Linked DNA regions of Gossypium hirsutum: region 2 is linked to region 1. The links are chromatin contacts, called in public Hi-C maps. All regions are on one chromosome and are shown on one strand. The core of a region is the stretch at or near the end of the contact, and the rest is flanking DNA. Distances in the headings are between cores, read along the strand shown.

Region 1 (5,347 bases), core at 344-2,843:
ACACTAAATAAAAACACCCAAACAGAATGTAAGACCTACTACCTTAGAATCAATCAATCCATTGCTATCCACGAAGCCACTCATTCCTTCTCTATCTTCCTTAGTTATTCCATTATCATCCATTTCATTCTGCAAACAAGTCTCCAAAGTTTTCTCAACATTCCCAGTCACATTATCTGAAAAACCATCGTCGTCCTCAGACACCTGAAGTTTCCTATTAACACCATTTTGAAGGGCAACCTCAAGCCCCTCAACAGGCAAGACATCTTCAGAATCCATCATACTCTGTAAAACGAACAAAACAAACTAGTATAAGCGCAATTAGAAAACAATGAAAGGGAATTAACACTTTAACAAATTTAAATTCCTCAAACCTTCACAACAAGAATAAACTATATATACTAATTTCCAATGGCTATCAACGTTCATCTCTTACAACCTCAAAAAGAGATCAATTTTGGATTTCCAGAAATATTAATCACATCTATAATATTCATTGTTGCTTCAAGAAGCAGTAAATTAGATCTTATACTTGCACACCACAAATCAACAAAAATCTAGCAGTAAACATCAGAAGTAGCTCAGTAGAAAAAAGGCGGAACCAAATTAGTGAAAAAGTTAAGTAACAATAGAAGATTTAAGTAGAGCAAATCTGCAATTACAACAGAGATCTTCAACACCAACTAAACAGCTTAATGCATTTCTCTTCACATTGATCTACTCTTTCCTAAAATCAAACATGAAATCCTCACTCTTTCTCTGGAAACAAACAAACAATAAACACTAACCAACTTAGTGAAAAGAAAAAAGAAACGAGTTAGACTAGAAGTTTTAAGTAGAGCACATCTGCAACGAGAACAGAGATCTTCAACATCAACTAAACAGCTTAACGCATTTCTCTTCACATTGATCTACTATTACCTAAAATCAAACATGAAATTCTCACTCTTTCTCAGGAAACAAACAAACAATAAACACTAACCAAAGTAGTGAAAAAAACGAGTAATAGATTTTTAAGTAGAGCAAATCTGCAATGAGAACAGAGATCTTCAACATCAACTAAACAGCTTAATGCATTTCTCTTCACATTGATCTACTCTTACCTAAAATCAAACATGAAAATCTCACTCTTTCTCAGGAAACAGACAAGCAACAATTTATTTTCTGAAAAAAAAAAGCAGTTTTGAACTAATTTACTTCCTTACCTCGTAAAGCGTGCGACAAATCAAAACTTCATGAATCCGTGAATGAAGAGAATTTAAGTAAAGGAAAATCGAAAGGATCTGAAAGATAATAAATTAAACAGTGTAGATTAAAGCCTCTAGGGTACTCCAACAGTAAGGATCTTAAAAAAAATAAAATAAAATAAAATAATTTGGGAATATGATTTTTTTTTTGTTTTTTTTTTTTGGGTTCTATTTTTCTTTGAAGGCTGTAAGGTCTTTTATAGTAGCGGATTTCAAATCAATTTCCAAGGCCACACTCTTTCACAGAGAAAATGATTTGATGTACTGTCCCAATAAAATACGGTTACGAAAATACGGTTTTCTTAATTAAAATACAGTTTTTGTACCTTACTTTTTTTTTTTTCTTTTTACCGGAATTTCAGAGAGTTTACATATGGTTAATCAACTAACACTGATTTCATTCTATCTCATTCTCGCTACTAAAAACAAATTTTTTTACTTTCTTTTTTTAATTTTTCTAACTTTTTTCCTAACTTTTCTCGTTGGAGGTTTTATTTTGTTTAAAGTAAAGTGTAACTTAAAATACATTAACCATAATTTCACTTTAATTACCCTAAAATTAGACTAAATCACCCATCACTCATTTTAAATAAGGATGATATTTATTTTGGTTTTTTTTATAAACACATTATTAATCTTCTATTACCATTTAATGGTAGAGTAGCTAATTGTATAATAAAAACTTATCTTGAGAATGCTTTAGAGTTAGTCATATTTGACTTATCTATGAATAATGTTAAGAAGATGTTATTAGTTGATAAAATTGGGAATTCGTATGTATGGACTAATAGGCCTTAAGGCCACTGATGGTCTTCTTCTTCTATAAAAAAAAATTATCAAAAAAAATTTGTGAATAACTAAAATAGGAACAATCTATATTTAGAATGACTAGCGGTGTAATTTTTTCTTTTGTTTTTAATTCTCTTATTTTCATTTTTTTAACTAAGCAAAGTATTTTTCTACTATTAATAAAGCCTATGATCAAATAGGTGTCACGAGTTAATTGGACACCAACTTAATTAAGGAAATTATAAAAATATATTTTCGTAATTAAAATATATTATATTATTTGAGAGCTATTTAGTCCTTTTATTTTTTTAACAAATAAAAATAAAAATATACTTATGATGGGATTTAAACCCACATCAATTGATTTAGTAAAATTTTAAATTCACTATTCAACCAAAATTTCATTTTAATCAATAATATACATTTTTATTTTAATATGTACAATTTATTACATTCATGAGTTGTATATATCTTTACTTACTATTAATAAAACCTATAACTGAGTTGGTATCACAAGTTAATCTGGTACTAACTCAGGTATGAAAAGACTAATATACCTTTTTAGTGAATGACTGTTATTATTATTTTGATAATCTTTTTGTCTTTTCATACTTTTAGATATTTTTAAATAAAAGAACTAAAATTAACGTGTCTAGGAATTGAACCTATGTTTAATAGATTTATAAATAAATTCTTTATCACTATTTCATTAATAATTTTTTAGTAAACTTTTAAAAAATAAATTTTAACATAAAATGTTTGCTACGAAATTTGTGTATCTATACTATTAATTAAGTCTCTGACTAAGTTGGTATCGCGAATTATGTGGACAACAACTCGGTTAAAATAAATTATGGAAATGTTCTTCCGTAATTAAAATAAGTTATATTATTTCAAGGTACTTTAGTCTTTTTTTTAACAAAAACTAATAAAAATACGTTTATAATAGGATAAAACTTTAAATTTACCACTCAACTAAAATTTCATTTTCATGTGTTTTATACGTTTTTATTTTAATATGCACATTTTATTACCTTAAATTTACCATAAGTTTCATTATTTATTGAATATTATTTTAAACACACATTTGTGTTTTAAAATATGATTTACACATCCATATGAGTATAATAGGATTGCTAGTTATAAATAATGTTTGTTCTTCTCTCTCTTAAAGAAGTAACGATATCAATGCGTTGCTCTGTTATTAATAGATTACTCAGCTTTTACTAAAAGCTGTGATCCATTTTGCTTTTTTTGAAAGCCATGGTGGTATTATTTAGTTGTAACTTTAATGTCTATTTTTCTTAGTTGGTACTTTAGTTTCCGTTTTGGGGAATTTATGAAGGAGGTGAGGTCATTTGGAGATTGTTTCTATGCATCACCAATGTGGAAGGAATTTTTTTTGGGACCTCTAGCATTGTCACCAAAGTTTATTGGAATTAATTATCCACAATGATAAATTTAGGATACTGCTATCAACAGTTGATTAAAGTGGTGCATGTCTAATAGTTTTTTGGCACTACAAATATGGCAGTTATGACTGGTTATATATCTCCTCAACTGGTTTTTTTCGAGATGGGAAGAGAAGAGAATGCAACAATTTAATCAAAATCTTTTACCTTCCTATAGTGTTTTATTCTTGATGGGTGTATATGGCTAGAAACAAAAGATTGGTATGAATGACATTTCCAATTTGATTTTCTTTGATCTTGTGTCTTTTCTTGTTTGTAATTAACTTAAACTTCCTTTGCTAGTGTTGCCATTATGGTATGTTACACTCCTCTCAACTTATAAGTTCTGTTATGGTTTTGACTATTGATAGAATCACTATTTTATTTCACCAAAAAAACAAAATTTTGAAGCTGTGATAATTTTCTAAAAATAATATTAGGCTTTAATTAACATTCACCTGATAAATATTTACTTAAATTTAAGAATTTAATTCAATTTTATATTTGACCTAATTTGATTTAATGATAAAAAGTTAACAATTCAAATCTATTCAAACCAAACATATAATAACTCAATCTCAAGTGACAAGAATTAGAAACAATATGAATTCCTAAAGATTCGATTCGAAAAAACTCAATCCTTAAAACATATCTCGAATCCAAAACAAGACTAACATAAAATAACTCAAAACCCAAATTTGATCTAAACTTAAATTCATCTAAACTTAGATAAGTGTTAATCCAAATAGGGTTCATGCATGGCGAATTTAACTTTAAAATAAATATTGGAAAGAATTTACACTTGATATGTAGCATAAGAATACTCCAACCTAAAACATCAAAACTCCCAATGTCTCAATATTATCGGGACCTTCATTTATATCAAAGTTTTCAAAATTTAAAAAAAAATTGTTTGTTTGAGTAAATATATTAGAAAATTCTAAAATTTGTTAAGAATTTCAAAATATATGATTTTAATAGCTGGCCTAAAGAGTTAGTTATTTCAAAATTCCTTGTAAATTAAAAAAAGTTAAACTTTAAAATCATTTTTATTGAATTTTAATAAATATTTTTTTAAATTTTATTTTATTCATACTATTTATGTTTTTTTACATAATGTATCCATATTAAATTTTTTATATTGTTTATTAATATAATAATTTTTAATTTTAATTTTTTAATTTATAAAATTCCAATAACTAATTTTTTTTAAATCAATTATTTATTCAAACAATTCAATTGCAAATGTTAACATTTAAATTAATAATTCTAAAATATTAGCATTTTAAGAATCTAAAAAACAATAAATTTTTTCATCCAAACACTTGAATTTTATATGATAGTTTTAAAATTAATATTAAACATTATAGCAAAATCTTTTTGAATTTTCCCCAAAGAGAGGTAAAAATAATAAAATAAAAGTCATTAATACATTGATTTTTGGAAGAGATATCTTCACCTTGAATCAATTTGTTTTCCCTTTTTATTTTAAAATTAGTAAGATTCAATATCCTATTTAATTAAAAATTTACAAAATGTTAAAACTTAGAAATTTTTTAAGCATAAATTGTTTGTTGTTGCTTTTTAGTTAGATAAATTATTGATAAAAAGAAAAATAATTATGAATTATTGTATTTTATAAGCATAAAAAAACATTTAAAGAAATAGATTAAGCTTCAAATTATCTGACAAAATAAGATAAATTAATAAGAGGAGATCATGATAGTGTAGTAAAAAGACACCAAATCGTCTTGTCTCTAGCTCTCGTTTTTTTGGCCTTTGAGTGTAAGTTTTTCATGCCTAGTGTGCATGTTTAGTATTGCTTAGCCAAGTTATTTTTGTAAGTTTCATTTCCTTTGT
Region 2 (5,611 bases), core at 1,212-3,711, 42 kb after region 1:
ACTTAGACCCAAAGGGCTTTGGATTCAGCCACAAGTTTAAAACCCAAATTTATCATGAAGAAAGTATTGTGATCCTACAGCTTTCAAAAACCAAGCTCGCTTCGCTCCCAAGGCTGATAGACATTTTCCCAACCTACTAAAGCTACTTTACAACTGTTACTCGAAGAGCCCTAAACAAACTGACAGACCATGCACTCAATCTCCCCACAAAGACCTTTGGAGGTTATTATCGACTGCATTAAATAGCTAGGGATCACCATTAAAACTGATTGAGCAAGAGTAACTCTAATAGCTAAAGAAATGGCCTTGCTTCCCAACTTTGTAATTTTTTTTGAACCTTTTCCATAGCAAAACGCAAAGTACTATTTATGACTCTGCCGTGGAACAAGAGAACCTCTAAATAACCACCAAGGTTCTGAACTCTACAAAAACCAATGATACGACATAAACTACTCCTAAAGCATCACTAACACCTTTAGAGAAGCATACGTTTATTTTATTAGCATTAATCTTGTGCCTAGAAAAAATCACAAAAGTTATCCAACACCTCTTTCAAAACGGTTGCTTGATCCTCTTCAGTTTAACCGAAAAAAATCAAGTCATCTGCAAAGAAAATGTGAAACAAATGAGAGCCTGATCAGGAAATTCTGATAGGCCTCCATTTTCCAAAAAATGCTAGACTGAATATTGTGGCCGAGCCACTACATGCACAAAATAAAGAGATAAGGGGAAAGCGGAAAACCTTGTCATACACCCCTAGATGGACAAAATTTTGAGTTTGTGTTCCATTCCACAAAATATGCATAGTAGATTTAGTGATAGCAGACATAATTACATTACAGAGAAAGTTCAGAATAGCTGCAGCATGAAGAGAAGCTCTAATAAACCCCCATCGCATTCGATCATAAGCTTTCTCAAGGTCAATCTTTATAACCTTCCAATTACTAGTGTTCTTCTTAATTCTCATGGAGTGAAACACCTCCTGAGCAATGATGATATTATCTGTGGTGCTCTTTCCCGCAATAAACCTCGTCTGCTTTTAACCAAAAATACTTGGGAAAACCAGCTTAAATCGATTAACGATGATTTTCATTGCCAACTTAAAAAGACTGAATACAAACTAATCGGCCAAAACTGTGAAAAACACTGAAGGTTGAGAATCTTTAGAATAAGGATGATTAGAGAATTATTGAGTTTCGGATCAATCCTCTCTCTAGCAAAGATTTTCTTGACCCATGAACAGACCGATTCTCTAGGACAATCCCACTGACTCTGAAAGAAAAGGGTATGAGATCTGCCACTCACCGAAGCCTTTAAGGGCCCATATCAAACGTGACAGACTTTATCTCATTAGAAATCGATTTGCTCAAAAAGTTAATCCCATTATCATCAAGTTTCAGAAAAGAACTTGTAGGAAGACCCCTCGACATTGCTTGTCTCTCCATACAAATTTTTGAAAAAACAAATCACCTCATGATGTAGTTCTTCCTCATAAAAAATCCAGACTCCCATATTATTTTTTAAAACCGTTATCTTGTTCTGATTCTTTCTTTTAAGGGTATGTATCTAGAATAATTTTGCATCTCAGTCCCCTAAAGAAAACCAATCATACATTGTATTTTGTTTCCAAATGAGCTCCTCATAGTGCAGGACATATTCCAATTCCTCCTTAACCGCCCACTCCCTTTGACATAATGGTTCAGAATGTGAATAATGCATTTCTCTTTGAATATTTTCCAGAGTTTGAATCAATCTTTTTTTCAGGAAACCAATGTGACCAAACACCTTCTTATTCCAATCGTTTAAAAGACTCATAAAATTAGATATCAAGGTGGACATAAGCCCAGTGAAAGTCTAAATGTTTTTAATAAATTTACGCAAATTAACATGCTCAACCCATCCTGCTAAAAAGTGAAACAGCCTACCTAAAGGAGAATGAAGACGAGGTCGTAAAGAAATAAGAAGAAGCTTTTGATCAGATTTAAGCCTTGGAAGATGAGTTACTGAGCAATTCAGGAAAGATGCCAGTCAAGCGTCATTTCCAATAGCTCTATCAAGATGCTCAAAAACACCACTTCTAAACCAAGTAAAGGGTGCACCCTTGAAACCCAAGTCATAAATCTTGAAAGACTCCATAAATTCCCCAAAAAGAGTACATCTTTTACCACTAACTCGCCCACATTTCTTTTCAATAGAGGCTAAAAGAGTATTGAAGTCTCCCACTGCCATCCAAAGAGAGTTGTAGTTTAGAATAGAATCCTTCAGAACACTCCATAGTCTCATTGGTTTTTGACTATTAGAGTTACTATAAACAAAGACAACAAAGTATTAGGCGCTGTATTGTATTGTAAAAAACCTTAGTTACTACAAATTGAGGGTGACTCTAGTATGCTAGCCCATTTGGTAATGCAGGCCTATGCTACCCAACTGAAGAGATGACGTGACCTGGCCCAATTTGCATGGCAAAGCTCTACTGTCCAACTAAAGGAATAGTTGAAATCAGCCTAAAGACTTCTAAGTCTATTTTCTCCCCTAGGCCCATCATTTTTAACCTATATTCTAGCTATTTCTCGACCCCACACAAAAACTCTAGTCCCTCTAGACGTAACTGCTCCAACGTGCTAAAGTAGTTAGTACAATCAGAATTTTCTCCACTTCCATTTTTAGACCTAGAAATTTTATCCTACATTTTTACCTTCAAAAAATATCCTTTTCTGAACTTCACCCTATAAAAATCATTCACCTCTATGCCAATCTTAGGTAGATTTAATCCAAGAGAAATCATAGTGCCATTTTGGTCGGATTTACAAAGTTATTCTGATTAGCCCTAAGATTCCGCCGTGGTCTCCTCTCAATAAGCATCCAAGGGTTAAAAAGCTCTGACGCCTCCACCACTTTTTCTAACTCCAGTGAGGATTCATCTATCTTCTCATTTTCCATCCCAAATTTCATTTGAAACTAAATTACCTGGGCAAGCTTCCTCATGTGGCCAAAACGTTCGCAACCGAAACACACATGTGGGAGTGACTCAAACTCAACTCTCTGTACCATTTTGTTTACCATTATCTAATAGACCAACGATTTTTTAAGATCGACACATATGGCCATCCTGGCAAACTTTCCCTCAAACCTTTATCTATTTGAAAATCTAGGTTGGAAACGGTACTTATTAAGCCCCCAATTTCCTCTAAGATTTTTTCGCTTGTAGAGAAATCTCGATAGACCAGGTAGCTTAAACCACATCATCGTGCTACTGGGATCCTATTTTGTAATAAGGTATAGGAAATATTTCTACCTAGAAGTTTTACCACCATTTTGGATGCCATGTTCTCACCAAAATCTATTGAATCTTTTCAGAAAAAACTAATAACCGATATTCCATTTACAGAAGAATTCATTATGTCACCTTCTAAAAATTCAAACCCCTTTTCACCATCAGAATCATCAGTCCCTCTAGCTAAGACCTTATCTTTCTAAAAGACTCCCTGCACAGGGTGCGAATCTACAACCATATCGTTCTCCACATCAAAATTAAGACCTTTGATTTGAAATGAACCTTTTTAGTATTTCGGTCACCCACCAAACTATCATCTCCATCATCCTTCATCGTTGAAGTTCAAGGATGGAGGAATTCTAACGAAACGAAAAATCTCAGAATTATGAATGCCAAAAACCATGACTAATTTACCAATAAATGTCAAAAAAAAATTATGAGAATAGATAATTTTTGAAAAATGTTTTCAGCTGAAAGTCTTTTTCCCCAACGGTCCAAAAGAAAACGACTATTTAATTAGTCATTCCCCCACCCAAAAGGTCAATTTTTTTTACTATAACCCCCTATTTCATTTTTTTCCAATTTAATCTCAACTCTCTCACATTTTTAATTCTTTCTCAAATTCCTCTCAATTCCCACTTAAATTTACAATTTTTTTCTCTCAATTTTATTTATTTTATTTAAACTATCTTAACATTATCTCCAAATTCAATCTACTCGCTCCTCAATCATCCTTAATCGAACCGTACTTGAAAGGAGCTAGTTTTTCGCATGTGACCCTTGTAGGTAAGGAGTGTAAGTTGGACCTGACACTCGTAAGCACGTTGGTGGAAAGGTGGAGACTCGAAACACACATTTTTCATCATTCATGTGACAAGTAAACTATCACTCTGGAGGATGTGCAGTTACAGCTCAGGCTACCAATGGATGGGTTCGTAGTGACTAAGACTATTCATGTCGATTGGAAAGCTGTATGCGATGAACTTTTAGAGTTGGTTCCAGAGACAATTTTTAGAGGCTAGATAGAAATGACTTGGTTAAGAAGAAATTTTGATGAGCTTGGTGAGGATTCGACCGAAGTCGAAAAAGAACAACACGCTTGGGCTTACATCCTTATGATAATTAAGGGTATCTTAATGTCAGATAAGTCATGAAATCTCATCCATTTAAGGCGGCTACTGAAACTCGTCAACTTTAGAGAAGCGGCCGAACTCAGTTGGGGGTCTACCGTGTTGGCGACCTTGTACCGGGAGATGTGTCAAGAGACACAACCATGAAAAATTAAAATTGGTGGTTGCATGATATTATTGTAGTCATGGGCGCGGTATCAGTTGCCATTTTTACGTCCTAAAACAAACTACCATTACATGTTCCCACTCGTAACAAGGTAAAATTCATTAGATAATCTATTTACCATGATAAAAAAAATTAAAGTTTAAATTATTCTGTTAACAAATTATTTCAATAGGTGGAATCATGAGCTGAGTTACATGAGACTATCAATCTGAAGCGGAGGTAAGTATTCTGAAGCGGAGTTTAAATTATTCTATTAACAAATTCATTAGATATATAGCTTCAGTTAGACCAACGATCTGAAACGGAGGTAAGTATTTTTTTTTAAATTTGAATTATTTTATTACAGTATTTGATTTGAGATTTAATAGTATATATATAACTTATTTTTTATTATTATTTTAATATAGTTTGTATGGACGCCATGCGAGAATCTGACAATTCGGGAATGCATCCCGTCTGAATTCCTGGTGAATCCCAACATTTGGCATGTGAAGGTATCATCGATAGTGTACGCTACCGTAGAGATACATGAGTCGGATAAGGTGTTGTAACAATTCGAGTAATGTAATATATAAATATATAAATATATATTAATCTAAAATTTTAAATAAATGTTAAATAATTAATTCAGAAATAAAAAAAACAAAAAAAAACATCAAAATATATGTTATAAGTGATTATATAACTAAAAGAAAGGCGGGTGCAAATTAAGTATAAATCTAACCCTTGAAATTTTAATGGAAATCTGAATCTGCTGCCAATCTGATTTTTCAAAACAAAATGTCAAATAATATTAAGAGTTTAACGTTTTCTTAAAATGTGGTACTTACATATTCGTTTATGTCACATAATAATAACTTAGAGAAGCAACCATAAAAGAGGGAAAAAAAAGAGAGAGAAGAATGAGAGACCAAAAAGAAGAGGAATAAAGAGAGGAGGAAATTTATTAAATCCATTAAACAAATATCATTCAATTTACAAAATTGCAGTTTTTTTTATATGAAAATAATATTAAAAATAATTAAATATAAAAATAAGAAA

What was found. A called contact is a pair of places that touch in the nucleus more often than the background predicts.
Region 2: a Hi-C map of leaf shows a contact between it and region 1, with 2.7 times the contacts expected there. The contact joins the enhancer-like site here to the promoter of LOC107961678 in region 1. A contact is called at or near these places in 15 of 34 Hi-C or Micro-C datasets (anther, callus, fibers and 3 more).

What each region holds. Positions count from the first base shown.
Region 1 is chrA06:37,581,682-37,587,028 of Gossypium_hirsutum_v2.1, forward strand. LOC107961678 (protein WVD2-like 6) reads right to left here and starts at 1,594. Exons shown (of 9, transcript XM_016897756.2): 1 at 1,206-1,594; 2 at 43-285. The coding sequence starts at 282.
Region 2 is chrA06:37,623,045-37,628,655 of Gossypium_hirsutum_v2.1, forward strand. No RefSeq gene overlaps it. Among protein-coding and RNA genes, the nearest start is that of LOC107961677, 9.5 kb to the right of the region's middle. Within about 2 kb of position 2,462, at least 8 of the 9 cell types and tissues checked have an H3K27ac peak or open chromatin away from gene starts, as enhancers often do. A contact at or near this core is called in fibers, hypocotyl and leaf, where this site is marked.